Regions from separate parts of the Mus musculus genome. Here region 2 is linked to region 1. Evidence: chromatin contacts called from public HiChIP or PLAC-seq data. All regions are on one chromosome and are shown on one strand. The core of a region is the stretch at or near the end of the contact, and the rest is flanking DNA. Distances in the headings are between cores, read along the strand shown. Region 1 has its middle 16 kb from the start of Erbb3. Region 2 holds the start of Pmel (premelanosome protein).

What was found. HiChIP or PLAC-seq counts read pairs in DNA pulled down with a chosen protein or histone mark.
Region 2: a contact with region 1 is called in an H3K4me3 HiChIP or PLAC-seq map of embryonic stem cells, with 23 read pairs. The contact joins the promoter of Pmel here to the enhancer-like site in region 1. A contact is called at or near these places in 19 of 39 promoter capture datasets (the 3T3-L1 cell line, 3T3-L1-derived adipocytes, the C10 cell line and 12 more), 1 of 15 datasets of contacts at CTCF or cohesin (large pre-B cells), 5 of 484 Hi-C or Micro-C datasets (embryonic stem cells and nephron progenitors), 4 of 115 datasets of contacts at active chromatin or transcription factors (the SCID.adh cell line, embryonic stem cells and pro-B cells) and 4 of 9 other capture datasets (adipose tissue, liver, macrophages and 1 more).

What each region holds. Positions count from the first base shown.
Region 1 is chr10:128,603,444-128,608,454 of GRCm38.p6, forward strand. No RefSeq gene overlaps it. Among named protein-coding and RNA genes, the nearest start is that of Erbb3, 16 kb to the left of the region's middle. Within about 2 kb of position 3,253, at least 17 of the 459 cell types and tissues checked have an H3K27ac peak or open chromatin away from gene starts, as enhancers often do. A contact at or near this core is called in embryonic stem cells and trophoblast stem cells, where this site is marked.
Region 2 is chr10:128,703,642-128,708,278 of GRCm38.p6, forward strand. Pmel (premelanosome protein) reads left to right here and starts at 2,617. Exons shown (of 11, transcript NM_021882.4): 1 at 2,617-2,717. The coding sequence starts at 2,645. Cdk2 (cyclin-dependent kinase 2) reads right to left here and starts at 1,410. Exons shown (of 8, transcript NM_183417.3): 1 at 1,071-1,410; 2 at 285-362; 3 at 66-186. The coding sequence starts at 1,186.

The DNA.
Region 1 (5,011 bases), core at 2,003-4,502:
GCAGAGGCAGGCGGATTTCTGAGTTCGAGGCCAGCCTGGTCTACAGAGTGAGTTCCAGGACAGCCAGGGCTACACAGAGAAACCCTGTCTCGAAAAAAAAAAAAAAAAAAAAAGCAAATGTCCTATGGGTATAGTGGTAAACACCTTTAATCCCAGCACCCAAGAAGAATAGGCATGAGTTTGAGGCTAGCCTGATCTACATAGTAAATTCCGGTTCAGCCAGGACGACAACAAAGCAAACATTCTAACATAATACACTCTATAGATGTGCTACTGTGGCCTGACGGCATGCACGGTAGTACACTAGCGTGCCATGTGTTCAAAAGCAAGACTACCGAGGCCCGTGATACAACACAGGCACATGTGGTCAGAAACACGTCAGATTCATTTCATGTTTGACTTTGAATTCGGTTTTGGAGTCTGCGTGTCCAGAAAACTTCTGCTGCCACCAAATGTCTTGCACACCCATACAATCACTTAGGTGTCCATAGGGGGTCTCCACTCACAGTCTAGGAAGCTATAGGTCAGTGTGGTGGTTCATGACTATAATGCAGCATTTGGGAAGTGGAGGCAGGGGGAATCAGGTGTTCAAGATCAGCCTGGCTTACTTGAAAAAGAGAGAAAATGGTGCAAAGAGAGAAAATGGTGGGAAGAGGAAGAAAAGAAAATGAAACTAAATGAAATTATGAGTCAGGCAAGCACTTTATGGCTGAGCTATATATCCTTAGCTTCCTTTTCCTCCTCTTCCTCTTCCTCTTCCTCCTCCTCCTCCTCCTCCCCCCTTCCTCCTCAGCCCTATCCTCCTCACCTTCTGTTTGTTTCGATAAGATCTGGACTCATTATAAGCCTTGGTCTGGAGCTTGCTAAATAGACCCAGACTGTCTTTAAGTTTGAAGCAATGTCCTTGGATTACTGGAGAGCAATACAATGCCTGCTTTCTGTCTCATCTTATTTCAGTTCCAGGAGATTACATCTGAACTCCACCTACCATTTTCCCCCACCCCCCACCCCCCAAAAAATTAAAAAATAAAAAATGAAGTGAACCTGGGTAGGGGAGCTGCCTTAAGAGATTCTAACTGAAAACAAAACAGGCTAGGGGTGTCACTCTGTCCATACAGTATTTACCCAGCATTCATAAGGACCTGATTTGATCTTCAGCATTATATGGTCTGGGCTTGTTGGCACATGCCTGTAATCCCAGCATTTAGGAGGCAGGAGGATCACAAGTTTGAGGCCAACTTGGGTCACACAGTGGATTTAAGGGTACACCTCCCAACCACATAACAAACTGTCTCAAAGAAATAAAAACAGGCCTTAGCCATGGGATTGCCCTGCCTCACATTTTCAGACCTGAGCATGATGGTCTTCAAGTGTCCTCTAAGGTCCCTTGTCTGGGTATGGGCTGCCCTCTTAACTCTGTGACAGGGAGGGACGAGAATAGCAAAACAGGCCTGGTAAAACACTGTCCTTGAGAAAAGCCAGAAGGGGAATGTTTCTCAGAGGTCACTGTTGTTTATCCCATAAGTTTTAAAACAACTACAGTGAGAAGGAGAACTGGGAAACAGCCTGGAGCAAAAGCTCAGCTCAGTCTGGAACCCTGCAGAGGCTTCCTGTCCTGCTGAGGATGTCCTGTGCAGCCAGCTTTTGTGGATGTTAAGAGCTGAATTTGATGTGTGTCTCTGTCTGTGACTGTCTTAGTCAGGGTTTCTATTCCTGCATAAAACACGCATCCCCAAGAAGCAACTTGGAGAGGAAAGGGTTTATTCTGCTTACACTTCCACATTGCTGTTCATCACCAAAGGAAGGCAGGACAGGAACTCACACAGGGCAGGAGCCTGGAGGCAGGAGCTGAAGCAGAGGCCATGGAGGGTGCTGCTTACTGGCTTGCTTCCCCTGGCTTGCTCAGCCTGCTTTCTTATAGAACCCAAGACCACCAGCCCAGGGATGGCACCACCCACAATGGGCTGGCCCCTCCTCCCCTTGATCACTAGTTGAGAAAATGCCTTACAGCAGGATCATGGAGGCATTTCCTCAAGGGGGGCTCCTTTCTCTGGGACAACTCCAGCTTGTGCTAAGTTGACACACAAAACCAGCCAGGACAGTGACTGTTTGTTCTTTTGCTTGAAAGCCTCACCAGAGAGGATACTCTGCTCTGCCCAGAAATTTCAGTGGGGAACTCCAATTGTTGCTTTAAAGGAGCTTCTGTCTGTCTGTCTGTCTGTCTACCTGCCTGCCTTGCCTACCTTCTTACTTACCTGCATACAGAAGCTGGCTTCTGTCTATGTATGTATGCTGGACATACATACATACACACAAGAAGGCAGAACACTCATGTGCATAAAAAAAAAAAATACATTGACCCAGGCAGTGGTGGCACATACCTTTAGTCCCAGCACTTGAGAGGCAGAGGCAGGTGGATTTCTGAGTTCAAGGTCAGCCTGGTCTATAGAGTGAGTTCCAGGACAGCCAGGGCAACACAGAAAAACCCTGCCTCAAACAAACAAGCAAACAAAAACAACAAACAAACAAACAACAACATTGAAAAATATTATTTTATCTTTTTTTTTTCAGAGCTGATGACTGAACCCAGGGCCTTGTGCTTGCTAGACAAGCACTCTACTGTTGAGCTAAATCCCCAACCCCCCAAAATATTTAAGAATATATTTTTGTACACACATGTACATGGAAGCTCTCCTTCTACTATGTGGGCTCTGGAATTGGCTCAGGTTGTCAGACTTGACAATGGGTGGCTTTGTGGAGCTGTCTCAGTTCTCCTCCCCTGCACACTGCAAATATCCCCCTCTCTCCCTCCCTCCCTCCCTCCCTCCCTCCCTCCCTCCCTCCATGGGATTACCTGTGCTTAGCACCCATCACTGCATTTCCTATTATATTCAATAAAGCTGTTAAAACATTAATCTTCTGAGAGGCGAGGACTGTTCAGGGCTAAACCCAGGACCTTACAAATGCTAAGCAAGTGCTTTACCACTGAGGTAATTCCAAACTTTGTTTTTGTTTTTTATTTTTTTGTTTTGTTTTGTATTTGTCTATAAGGGCACTGGCGATCAGACCCAGGGCCTCCTGCATGAGTAGGTGATCTCATTGAGCTATGTTCCAACCTGAAGTGCTGCTTTTGCTTGTTGTGAGTCAAGATCTCAGGCAGCACAGGCTGACCTTGAACGTTTGATGCATCCAAGGATGGAGAATGGCTGAACTCCTGATCCTGGTGCCTCCTCCCCCACCCACCACCCTGAGGGCTGGGTCCCAGTGCTATCAAATTGGGCTGCACACTTTTAAAAAATCAACTGTAGAGTTGGAGTAAGTGTGACATACCTAGAATTCCATTCTTGGGGGGTGGAGGCAGGAATTCATGGTCATTCTCAGCTAAAGGAGAGTCTGAGCCAGCCTGGGCTATTTGTGATTCTATCCAGCCTGTGATGCTATCTCAAAAAAAAGAAAAGAAAAAGAAAAAGAAAAGGAAAAAAGAAAGAAAGAAAGGAAGAAAGAGAGAGAGAGAGAGAGAGAGAGAGAGAAAGAGAGAGAGAGAGAGAGAGAGAAAGAAAGAAAGAAAGAAAGAAAGAAAGAAAGAAAGAAAGAAAGAAAGAAAGAAAGAAAGAAAGAAAGGTAGGTAGACGGGGGGGCTGGAGAGATGGCTCATCGGGTAAGAGCACTGACTACTCTTCTGAAAGTCCTGAGTTCAATTCCCAGCAACCACATGGTGGCTCACAACCATCTGTAAAGTGATCAGATGCCCCCTTCTGTTGTGTCTGAAGTAGCTACAATGTACTTATATACATAAAATAAATAATTCTTTAAAAAGAGGAAGACATATGGGGGAAGGACTTTTTTTTTCCGAGACAGGGTTAGTGAAGAGTAGCGAGGTGGAGCAAAACCAAACCAATTCTCAGTGCTCGTCTCCCACTGTCTGTGGGATCATATTTATACTCCTTCCTCAGCATTCTTTCACGTATCTGCTATAGCAAAACATCCTTTCACCTGTGCCTGCTTCAGGAAAACATTCTTTACCATGTCTGCTTTAGCAAGACAATCTTTTCACCTGTGTGCCCCAGCAAAACATCATTTGACATAATTGACTTTCCAAAACTAGACGTTTCCGCTTCAGAGAAGAAGGAACATGATCAAAATATATTGTATGGAAAGAAGTAGGGGGGTTTGTTTTGTTTGTTTTGAGACAGTGTCTCTCTGTTTAGCCTTGGCTCTCCTGGAACTCACCGTGCTGACCTCTAATTCATAGAGATCTCCTGCCTCTGGCCTCTAAGTGTTGGGATTAAAGATATTCAACACCATACCTGCCTATAAAATTTATTTTATTTTATTATTTTTATTTATTTATTTATTTAGTTTTTTTTTTCAAGACAGGGTTTCTCTGTGTAGCCCTGGCTGTCCTGGAACTCACTTTGTAGACCAGGCTGGCCTCGAACTCAGAAATCCTCCTGCCTCTGCCTCCCGAGTGCTGGGATGAAAGGCATGTGTCACCACCGCAGGGCCATAAAATTTATTAAATGGCAATATTTACAATAATTCAAAGATTGCTTGACTTTGTGTAGGTGTGGGTATGTCATGTACATGCATATGTGTATTTCTGTATGCACATGTATGTAGCCACCTTTCTGTATGCACCACCCACCGTGAGCTCATGTGTGTAGCCACCACTGATATTGAGATCTTCCTTGTATTTTGAGGCATTTCTTGCTGAACTCAAAGCTCACCAGTTTGGCTAGTCTGGTTAGATATTTTGCTTTTGGGGGTCTCCTATCTCTGTCTTTCTTTTCTTCTTCTTCTTCTCCTCCTTCTTCTCCTTCTTCTCCTCCTTCTCCTTTTCCTCCTTCTCTTTCTCCTCCTTCTCCTTCTCTTTCTCCTCCTTCTCCTTCTCTTTCTCCTCCTTCTCCTCCTCCTCCTCCTCCTCCTCCTTCTTCTTCTTTTTGGGGGGAGGGTTTGGTTTTTTTTTTTCGAGACAGGGTTTCTCTGTATAGTCCTGGCTGTCCTGGAACTC
Region 2 (4,637 bases), core at 1,367-3,866, 100 kb after region 1:
ACCAGACTGAATTACCTGCCTCTAGTTTTCCCTAAAATTTGTGGGCTGTCACTGAACAGGGTTACCTTGATGAGGGGAAGAGGAATGCCCGTGAGAGCAGAGGCATCCATGAATTTCTTGAGGTCCTGGTGCAGAAATTCAAAAACCAGATAAAGCTTATTTTCTGTGTGGATGACATCCAGCAGCCTGCAAGAGAAGGTCCAGGAAATGGAGTTGAAGGAGAGAAATTCTGAGGCTAAGCAAGCAGAATTCGTCATAGTGATCATCTCTCAGAGCAGACTTACTTGACGATATTAGGGTGATTAAGTTCCTTAAGGAGAGAGATCTCTCGGATGGCAGTACTGGGTACACCTTCAGTCTCACTTGGAGAGGTTGGGAAAACAGAGACAAGAATACGGTTACAAACATCATTCTCTCAGGGATACACAACCCCCAGCCCCCTTAGGAAGGCAGACAGGAGAGGTGCTGTGAGGAGTTAATTTCTGGGTAGTTAGGGTGTGGCTTTTAGACATATTTAAGGCCATTATTTCCTCTTTTTCCAGTGAAAGGTAAGAAGAGCCTCCAGGTGAATGAAAAGCAGAAGAAAGGTAATAGGGGAGTGGGGTGAGAGTAGCTCCCGGCCTCCCCTGAGGGCCAGTGAATCTCAACTGCCATTCTTTTGAAAGAGAGTGAGGGTTCTAAGTATGGTGCTGGAGCAGTGAGGAGAGCTCTCCATTCAGAAAGGAACTTTTCTCTGGTTACCACATAACCCAACTCCACGAACAGCCCTGGACCCCTCCTATCCCGGGCTCCCACCCCACAACTTTCTCTTCCCAAGTCTCTCGGCTAGCAGATTTGGGAGCACACCGGCTGGAGCACTGCAAGAAACTTTCCCCTGGATTCCAGCCCCGGACAGTCTCCTCCGGTAGAGCCTCCACGGTCGGCCAACCCACCGCTCGCTTCACGCGTCCCTCCCTCCCTCCCCGCTACCTTCCGGTCCGGGGACGCTACCCGCCTGTTGGGGTAGGGGGTTGGGAGGGGGACAGCCAAGAGGTCCGGGCAAAGGAGTTCCGGCTCCGGAGGCCACTCACGTGTCGAGCCGGATCTTCTTAAGCGCCACAACTTCTCCCGTCAACTTGTTTTTGGCTTTGTACACCACTCCGTACGTGCCCTCTCCAATCTTCTCCACCTTTTGGAAGTTCTCCATGGAGCGCTAGTGAGGCGGCTCAGGCCCCCGGGAGCGGGGCCCGGGAACCCTGACGAAAGCGGGCCCGACACTCGGAGCGGAGGACCTGGGGGACCCCGGGTGAGCACGGCAGTCCCAGCTCGGGATGGAACGCAAGGAGAGCTCAGCCCTTGACAATTTGTCCAACTTGAAACAATGTTGCCGCCTCCCCCACTGCTCCAGACGGCCATCCGAGACCCCGCCCCTCCTTCCCGCGTTTCCCTGGCCCCGCCCCCCGCCCTTCCGATTGGTTCACGTCACGAGGGCGGACCGGACCATCGCGCTCCCGCCTCAGAGGCCCCGCCCTGGGCGGGCGAGCCGCGGGGCAGCTGCACAACTTTCCCGCAGTTCCTGGTTTAGGCTCCGCAGGCCGGAACTGGTGGTGTTTCTGGTCTACGGATTTCCTTACCTTTCCCTCACAATTTTCACCACCCCTTGGGTGAGATTAAAATTCCACCTGGACAAGAGAGTCTCTTTTAAAAAGCAAAACCTGGGAATCTTTAAAAGAAAAAGAATAATGTATTTTATTTTAAATGGTGTGTGGGTCTGTGTGTCTGCATTTAAGTTTTCACAGAAGCAGCAGGTGCCCTGGAGCTGAGGTTCTAGGCGGTCGTGAGCCTAACTTGGGTGCTGGAGCTGAACTCTGGTCTTCTGCAAGAGCGGCTTGCGCTCTTAACAGCGGTGCTGTTTCTCCAGCACTCTCGCCTGCTTTTTGGAAACATCTCATAATGCAGCCCTTGTTGGCTGGAATGCGTTCAAAAGTCCAGGTTGTCTTCGAACTCACAGAGATCCGTTTGTCTCGGTCTCCATGTGGGGCACAAAATCCGGTCTCTCTCTCTCTCTCTCTCCCACACACACTCCCTCCTTCTCGCCTCCCTCCGCTTTCTTTTTATTTTTCTGAGACAAGGTTTCTCTGTGTAATCTTGGCTGTCCTGGAACTCTAGTCCAGGCTGGAAAATCGGGACTCTTATTGTAAAGGATTCTTTGGCTAGATAATAGAGTCGTTTCTCAGCCTAGCTTAATACTGTCTCACTGTTTCGGGGTTCATTGGCTGCCTGTGTTGTTTTATTGCTGGCAATCTACCCTCCCAGCCCCTTCTGGATGCTTTTGGATAAAGGTGCTGTTTCTGTCTTAAGGATCTCTTGGTTTGACACAATTCTCTTCACTCTGTCTTGCTGAATTGTGACTGTTAAGTATGTGAATTGAGGCTGCCCATCAGTGAACTCTTTCCAGAATAAGTGTGTCAGTGAATGTGACCCAGCGAAACCAGAAACTGTCATTGAGCTGTGTGGGATGAAATCAGTTCTGGCCCTTTCCTTCTTCCCAGGTTTCCCCTCCTCTGGAGGGAGAGGAGGAAGGCCTATGCAAATGACCATCCCTTTCTATATAGGGGCTCGCTCCCACCCCCTGGTACCTTTGGCTGCTGGCAAGAGGACCACTATGGGTGTCCAGAGAAGGAGCTTCCTTCCCGTGCTTGTGCTGAGTGCTCTGCTGGCTGTGGGGGCCCTAGAAGGTGAGTGTGGGTGGGTGGTCAGGAGCAAGTGCTATTAGCAATTGAACACCAGCTCTGGGTTTCCCCCTTCTAATCAGACAAGTCAAAATACTTTAGGCTTGTCCTATTTGATTTTAGTGAAGATATGGTTTTGTTTGGTTTTTTTATTTGTTCAAGACAAGGTCCAGTGTAGCCCAGGCTAGCCTCAGATTCACTGTGTACCCACGGATGAACTCAAACTCCTCATCTACCTCCTAAGTACATACTTAAACCGTTGTGCCCAGCTTTAGATGTGAACCTTAGGATCAAGCATAGAGGTATCCCTATCTGATGCAGGGGGCAGAAGGCATGGCACTAATTCTGAGGCTGCTTGGAGCACTCAGCGAAATAGGGGCTCCAAGGAGGTGACATGGTGACATGTCCATGGTGACATGGAGATCCTTTGGGTAATATCTTAAATGCAGTGATAGGAGATGTAAAGTAGAGAGAAAAAGAGTAGGGTATTCAGGAAGGCCAAACTGACAGACCACCTCTGCATCAGGGGTGCGGATGGATGAATGTATCCCAGGCTTGTCTCAGAAGGGTCTCAGCTGAGCATCACATGAAAGGACTCTGGGGGATTGAGACCTCGTGACAGGAGCAAGAGGAGGGAGTTAAGGATGGCGAGAGGGTCTGGAATGTCCCGTGCTGCTGAGGAGGGAGAGTGGGCAGTCAAAAAGAATGGTGCGTCTTATGACTGTTCTTGCTTCAGTGGTCAAGCGCTCCCTGAGATGAACATAGAACAGCCCCCCCCCTCCCCCCTCCCAGCAGAACCCTGGGCTTCCTGTGGACGTTAGAATTGGGTTAAGGACACTTCTCTGTGCTGTAATATATTATATATATATTACATACATACACATTATATATATCTGGTTTCTTCACTTGTACTATAATTTCTCTTTTCTTTTCATTACTTTTCTGAGATGTTGTTTGCGATGTTCTGTTCATACCCACACATCTGAGTGAGGCCCTTAAGATACTCTGCTTGCATTTCACACACTGACTTTAGTTTTTGTTTGGGGGCTGTCCCCCCACCACTACCATGTGAGTCTGGGGAACAAACTCAGGTTGTCAGGCTGGGCAGAAAGCCTCTTTACCCCATAAGCCACCTCACTTGTCCAAGAGTTTCTTCTAAATACATATTTTAGACAAAAACAGCAACCAAGAAGGATAGAGCAAATGTGTCCAAATGTTGGTGGATTTTGGATTTGGGTGAAGGGATGTGGACATCCATTTTATTCCTTTCTTTTCAGACATCTGTTTTAGCTCTGGTCTCCCAACGTAACCCCAGCTGGCGTCCAACAACTTGCAGTGATTTTCTTTTTTCTTCTTCTTCTTCTTCTTCTTCTTCTTCTTTTTTTTTTTTTTTTTTTTTTCCAGTCAGGGTTTCTCTGTGTAGCCCTGGCTGTCCTGGAACTCACTCTGTAGACCAGGCTGGCCTCGAACTCAGAAATCCACCTGCCTGCTTCTGCCTTCCTAGTGCTGGGATTAAAGGCGTGCGCCACCACACCTGGCTCTTCTTCTTCGGAGTGCTGGGACTACAGATGTGACACACTGTACCCAATTAAATTATAATAATTATATCTGCTTTGTCCCCCACCTCCAACCTGTACAGGCTTCTTCTCAATCGACCCTCCTCTCTCTCCTCCTCCTCCTCCCCCTACAGCTGCCCCTCTTCCTCATTCCCCTCCTCCATTTTCTGAGACAGGGCACGCTGCTCTGGGATACACTCTGTAGTCCATGCTGTCAAGCTCATGGTGTTCTATGCTGGTGACTCCTGAGTACATCATGCCTTGATGCCACAGTGGCCTTTCCATCATGTTAAAAAAAAAAAAAAAAAAAGGCCGGGCGTGGTGGCGCACGCCTTTAATCCCAGCACTCGGGAGGCAGAGGCAGGCGGAT